Regions from separate parts of the Sus scrofa genome. Here region 2 is linked to region 1. A link is a contact called in public HiChIP or PLAC-seq data. All regions are on one chromosome and are shown on one strand. The core of a region is the stretch at or near the end of the contact, and the rest is flanking DNA. Distances in the headings are between cores, read along the strand shown.

Region 1 (3,413 bases), core at 648-3,147:
TTAAATAACCCTATATACTGAAAACACTTACTGGATCAAGATGTTTTCCAGCTTTGTATAAAAAGCCAAAATTTTAAATTGGAAAAACAGAGCAATGATTAAGTATGATACATTACATTGTGCACTATGACACAGTGATTAAAAATAATATTTATAAAAAGGCTTCTAAGAGCTTTATATAAAGTGGAAAAGGATATAAACTTGTATATATATATATTAAAATGTTTACTCATAGGAATAAAGATGATTTTTACTTTTTTTAACCTTTTCTATATTTTCCAAAATTAGTATATTAAAACTTATATGACTACAAAGTTAAATTTTGAATATATAATTGTAATAAAGTGTTCTAAGCCTAATAAAAATGGTATGTCCAAGGCGTAAGAGAAGCATCAACAGAAACATAGAAACAAAAGTGATTAACCCTACCAGGGATGAATAAATAGGGAAGCATCCAGGTTTTAACAAAGAAATAGAGTTCTTAAAAACATTCCTGCCAAGGAGAACAACACATGCAAAGACAGAGAGGGAAGAAAGAGCAGTAAGTTGGCTCAAATGAAGATTCTGAGGCTGTATGCTAATTGGGTACCAGTAATCTGCAAAGATGTTTGGATTTTCCTCCATAGGTGAGAGACTCTACTGAGGGAGATATTACCAGCTGCTGGGTACAATACACTAGCTGGTCACCTCTGGCTGTGCTCTTATTTTCCTTCAATCGCAGTAATGGTACAGGTATTACTGCTTTGGAGATTATTGGTATTACTGCTTTGGAATGTTATACTTTATGCTATTGTCTTTCTATGGCCGTACCCATGGCATATGGAAGCTCCTGGGCCAGGGAGAGATTGAATCTGAGCTGCAGCTGTGACCTATGCCACAGCTGCAGCAACGCGAGATGCTTTAACCCACTGCGCTGGGTCAGGGATCGCACCCACACCTCCACAGCAACCAGAGCAAGTCCCTTTATATTTTTACCATACTATCTAAAATTTTCATGTTTCTTTCTCAATTACCTCTAAAATTTATAGAACTTGATTTATATACAGAGATTTGTCAATAGTAAAAATTACTAAAGATGGATGTGAATTTACTTTTGTTATGTTAAACAAAGGCTTCATGAAAATGTTTAAACGGAGGAGTGGGAAAAGACTGGTTAACAGAAGCAAAAAGAGTTATTCCAAGCATTTAAGATCTACTTGAACAAGCCATGAAAAGAAAACAACAGCAACATCAAAATCTGCTTGTTTAAGCACCATTAGAAATAAAGAAATGATCTGGATCAAGAATGCAAGGTTAATATTTCTAAACATAATCTTGCATGATATTGAAGAAGGTATGCTTAATTAAATCTGTACACAACCTGAAACTGAGGGGTTAACTAACACATTATATGAGACAATCAAGATCTCAAAAGATCTTAAAAGGCTGGACATAAAATTTAACATGGAGTAAACTTAAGGTACTGCAGTTGGATTACAATGCAACTAAAACATACAGGAAGGAAGACACATGGTTGAACAGCAGCATGTTTGAAAAAGACTCAGAGGAGTTTCAGCTAACGGTGAACTCAACATAGCCCACAGGGATAGGGCCTCGAAGAAAACTTCTACTGCAATTGAAGACTGCGTAACTGAAAGATGGAGGAGTCATGTTATACCAGGAAACCATCAGAACACTGCCTGGTGACTGTATTTAGTTAAGAAAGATACTCAGTTAAGATATTTAGTTAAGAAAGATGCTGACAAGCAACGATTGCACCCAGAAAACAAGGACCAAGAAATAATGGAGATACATAAAGGGAAGCCATATAAAGAACTTTGAAGGACCTATACAGATGTTTAGTCTACAAAACAGACAGACGATTATGAAAGCTAGAGAAAAACAGATGATGACTCAATAGCATAGGGATCTTTCTAAAACTTAGACCATGTCGAAATTGCCTCATGAGCTAAGAGGTCACTATTATTCAAAGACTGCAGACCTGTAAGTTGCAAGGTATATTGTGGAGATTTTAGGTATCGTACAAACTTGGGATCTCGCTCACTATTCTTTCAACGTCTCATGTACTTTCAGATGATCAAGATGGTTCTGGAAATGGCAGTAAGATGAATTACAGGAAGAAGAAGGAAAGAAGTGAGAAGACTGGGTAAAAATGAGAAAAATCTAGATCAGAGAGGTTCTATGAAAAGCTTCCAGGAAAAACAAATAATGTCAGGTAATCACGAGTATTTAGTGTTTTGTGGGTTTTTGATTAAGTCACGTATGCAGAATGAGCAAAATTGCTGTTTTCTTAAATTCTGAAAATGCCTTTTTCTTTTATATAAGCTCAATAACATTCTTAAAGTAATACATTCAACCACCTATCTTCCCTGTCAAAGTATTATCTTACCCAGTATGTGAGGAGTATACTTTTTGTTCCCATTTGTTTCCAGAAAATGCAATGTGCCTTGTGTTCATTATGACAACATGATCTCCACAGTCACCTAGATTTAAAAGCAAGAGAGAAAGAAAGAAAGATTTTATATGAAAAATACTTGACTTTAAGAAAATGTGGGCTTGGTTATTTATAAAACTTATCAAAGTACAAAAAAAAAACACTTCAAAAATATAAAGCGAATCATGCTTCTCTTTTACATAACATCTAAGTATAGAAAGAGTTGGCTAGACATTTGGAAAATCTCAACTCTACAAGGTAAATGAGAATTTAATAAGATGCCAATAATAACAATACATCTTTTAAAAGCAAACTATGGCTATTCCTATTAGCTCTGCCCACTTATGATTACACATCATTAAAATGTACTATTAATAGTTATACTTCACCACCTCTAAATATCTAATACAAATTTTCCCTTAAAAACAAGAGAAAATGAAAACAATATGCATATAGATGAAGAAAGACATTTTACCTATACGAAAAATGAAAACAAATGCTGAAATATCACAATTGATTATTCTTCTTTTCAAATTCAGAGAACGACAGAGTACTATGATCTTATGCTTAACTACCAACTCAAGGTTTTCTCCAATCACATTTAACTAGTTACATTTAAACTGCCTCTCTCAGCTATGAGTACACACACATTTGATGCAACAGATGACCTGAAAATTAAAATATATATGTTGGATTAGTTTTCCAGTGGAAAGTACCCCTAAGTCTGGCTGTTCATCCAATAAAAATCCTAAAAAGTCAACATGTAAGTTTTCAAGAGTCACCATACATGACAAAGATGAGAAACATTTTTTTTTTTTTTTTTTTTTTTTAGGGCCGCTCCGGCGACATATGGAGATTCCCAGGCTAGGGATTTAATCAGAACTATAGCTGCCAGCCCACACCACAGCCACAGCAGCATACAATCTGAGCTGTGTCTGTGACCTACACCACAGCTCATGGCAATGCCGGATCCTTAACC
Region 2 (3,413 bases), core at 325-2,824, 540 kb before region 1:
AAAGCTAAAAACCTGAAACAGGAGACTGTAAATATATGTATTTTTTTGAAATAAGCTTTCATTTAATTTCCTCTCTTGTTTAGTTTCCTGGTCCTAAAATGTTTAATAGTCCCAAGTGCCTACTCTTAACATTTATTTCTACATTACACTATCCCCACTTTCAAATATTTTGTTTAAAACAACTACCCCTTTCCCCTGGAAAAAAAAAAAATTTAAAACACACGTTTTCAAACCCTTCTAGTTTCTGCCAGCCAGATTAACTGCAGCTGGACAAAGAAGGTCCTCACACCCGAAGTCCTTTCTCAAATCCCTGCCAACTCAGCTGGAATAAAGCCCCGCTGAATGATGTTCTCCTTCCGTTCCCTCAAAGATACTTTACTGCTAGCATCTGAATACTGGCCAGTTAACTATAATACTGTTAGATGGGTACAGTGGGAAAACTGAAAGACAGCCTAAAGGATTCAACTTAAAGGATCCTACAAGAGAACATACTCCCTGATAACATGCAGGTGCTGGAGGAAAGACAGTGCAGAAGAGAATTAAACCAGAGACTACAACTCCTCATTTTCAGGGACCGCACAGGGACTCCTCCTCTATGTTTTTTAACCCAAGGTCTTGCCGCAACTGTGTAGCTGGCCTAGAATTAGAAACAGCTTCACATTCCTACTGAGTGCCCCCCAGCAAGTCTGTTTCTTGAGGGCCTTCCACAATTACGAGGCTATACAAATGGCTTTAAATTCATTCCCCCACAGTCGTATCTACTTTCTGAGTAAAATAAATATAAGTAGAAGGCAAGAAGAACCCTATAAATATTAGATACTACCACTGCACTTTAAGGTGGAATGGCAAGGTGTTCTTTGAGTCCCTGGCCTCACAGTTAACATCCCCAAATCTTCCCTGAGGTTCTACTTCCTGATTTGTTTCCCCTGACAGAGGCCAACAAGACCAGCTGAAGCAGTCCTGTTTATCCCCGCAGTGCTTGGACTCCTCGGGAAAAGGCGGCGAGCTGGGAATCAAGCCACCGGCCTGCTGTGAGGCCCCCGTCAAATCAATGCATCTCTCCGGCCCAGTTTCCCCGCAGGAAAATGAGGTGGCTGGCACCAGGCTGAATACGCGGCAGACCCGGATCCGGCTCACCTGCGTCCCGCCTCCAGCTGCTGGCACAGTGCAGGCTCCAGCTGGAGCAGGCAGTAGTCGCCGGCGGCGGCGCTGGCCCCAGGGCCGAAGCCCAAGCAGTGCACCGTGGGCAGCAGCTCGGCCGTGTTCACCTTGGCGATCTGCAGCGTCGCGTCCACCTCGTCGCGGGTCCTCTTCATCGTTGTGCAGGGGCCGCCAGCTCAGGGTAAGAGAACCTAGACCCCGCAGGACTCTGACCCAGAGAAACAAGTAGAATGGAGTCTGTTTTAAAAGTGCGCCAAGGCAGCTGGGGGCGGGTTTCCGGGGCGGGGCGCGCCGCGGGGGCGTTCCCCCGGCAGGTCCGAAAGCTTCAGGGTACTCGGGCCTTCCGACACCGGGTCACCATCGGCAGAGCATCGACTGTTGCTGGGAGGAAAGGCGGCTTCTGCCGGGGGCCTCGGCGGAAGCGGGCGAGAGCTGAGCGTAGACCCCGCGGTGCTCCACGTGGAACCCTCACCCGCCCCTTCCGCTGCGCTCCTCCCCATCCTGTTTCCCGCCAATATTATCTCCATCTCCACGCCATTAAAACTGTCTCATCTTCCACCGGTGGCGGCCTTGTGATAAGCATTTTGCGTGCACCATTTCCTGACTCCTTCACCACAACTCTGTGAAGGGGACGCTTTTAAATTCCTTTTTGCAAAATGAGGAAGCAAGCTCCTTGCCCCTGGCGGCACAGCCAGGAGGTAGTAAAGTCTGATTCCAGGCTGGTCTATTAGGTCTCTAAAAACTTCCAGCCGGGTTTGTGTAAACACCTTGGACCGGAAACGAGGACCTTGTGGAATAGACAGCGTCTTACTTCTTTGAGTCTGGGAACCATCCATCATATGTGGGAGTCTAAGGCTTGGACTAGATCCATCCATTCGTTGAGTACCTAGCTTGTGGCGGGGGCCGGCGGTGGGGAGTAGCAGCTGAGGGGCTGAGACCCTTGTCAAGAGGAAAGTAGCTTCCTGGGGCTGGGAAGGCTCTGCTGCCTCCTGGGGAGACAAACTCACACTATAGGATGTGTAAAGTGCTCTGAAGTGACTTGTATATCAAGACAAGATCATTTTTCCTGGAGCAGATCTACACAAGCTCAGGCACACAGTATGCAGATTTAGATCTGATATATTTGACTGCTTCTCTGCCAAATTTTTTGTGTATTGAACACTCTTGTATTTTGTTGCTTCTTATTTTCTTTCACTGCCTTTGTGTTTGTTGGATTTTTTTCTTTAGCGATGTGGAAGGTCTGTATCCCATTCTGTCTCCCCCTCTTCCTCTTCAAGCCTTCTTTCTAGTATCAGACACAAGGGCCTCCTCCAAGATTTTTGCTTTCTGCCACTTGTGGCTCTGTTTGCCTATCACATTCTCTCCTTTCTTTGCCCAGTTCGTACCTATTCATTCTCTTGATGAGCACTGTCTGATAGAACTTTCTAAGATGCTGGAAATGTTCTTTTTTCTTTTTCATCTTTTCAGGGCCACACCTGTGGCATATGGAGGTTCCCAGGCTGGAGGTCTAATTGGAGCTACAGCTGCCGTCCGACACCACAGCAACAGCAACAAGGGATCCGAGCCGCCTCTGCAACCTACACCACAGCTCGTGGCAACACCAGATCCTTAACCCACTGAGCGATGCCAGGGATCGAACCCACAACCTCATGGTTCCTAGTCAGATTCGTTTCCTCTGCGCCAGGACGGGAACACCAGTGTTGGAAATGTTCTGTATCTGTTCAGTCCAGTTTGGTAGCTCCTAAGCCTCATGAGGCTTTTGATGACTTGGGATGTAGATACTGTGAGTGAGGAATTTTAATTTTTATTTAATTTTAGTTAATTTAAATTTAAGTTCCCATTTTGGCTCAGCCGCTTAAGGACCCGACACTGTCTCTGTGAGGTTGTGAGTTTGATCCCTGGCATCGTGTTCCTGGGTGCATTAAGTATCTGGTGGTTGTCTTAAGCTGCAGTGTAGGTCACAGATGCAGCTTGGATCCGTATTGCTGTGGCTGTGGAGTGGACCTCAGCTCCATTCAACCACTAGCCCAGGAACTTCCATATGCAGCTGGAAAGGAAAAAAAAAAAAAGTAAATAGTTACAGGGGCTCTTACATTGGCTCTGAGTCAATAGTCACTCCTCAGAAATCTTTCTCTGACCTCCCTAATCAGGTCAAGCCTGTCAAATATATATCTCGTGGGAATAGGTACCTCTCATTCCTAGATATTAAGTAAGTTGTAATTTTACATTTTTATGATTACTTAATGTGGGGT

Evidence for each region. HiChIP or PLAC-seq counts read pairs in DNA pulled down with a chosen protein or histone mark.
Region 2: an H3K27ac HiChIP or PLAC-seq map of alveolar macrophages shows a contact between it and region 1. The contact joins the promoter of DSCC1 here to the enhancer-like site in region 1. A contact is called at or near these places in 2 of 5 promoter capture datasets (fetal skeletal muscle and liver), 20 of 47 Hi-C or Micro-C datasets (adipose tissue, alveolar macrophages, blood and 14 more) and 1 of 2 datasets of contacts at active chromatin or transcription factors (alveolar macrophages).

What each region holds. Positions count from the first base shown.
Region 1 is chr4:18,621,580-18,624,992 of Sscrofa11.1, reverse strand. It overlaps MRPL13 (mitochondrial ribosomal protein L13), which reads right to left. Exons shown (of 7, transcript NM_001243415.1): 3 at 2,390-2,483. Among named protein-coding and RNA genes, the nearest start is that of MRPL13, 14 kb to the right of the region's middle. Within about 2 kb of position 1,897, at least 2 of the 83 cell types and tissues checked have an H3K27ac peak or open chromatin away from gene starts, as enhancers often do. A contact at or near this core is called in alveolar macrophages, where this site is marked.
Region 2 is chr4:19,159,224-19,162,636 of Sscrofa11.1, reverse strand. It overlaps DSCC1 (sister chromatid cohesion protein DCC1), which reads right to left and starts at 1,574. Exons shown (of 9, transcript XM_021090559.1): 1 at 1,138-1,574. The coding sequence starts at 1,316. DEPTOR (DEP domain-containing mTOR-interacting protein) reads left to right here. Exons shown (of 12, transcript XM_021090558.1): 3 at 934-1,342.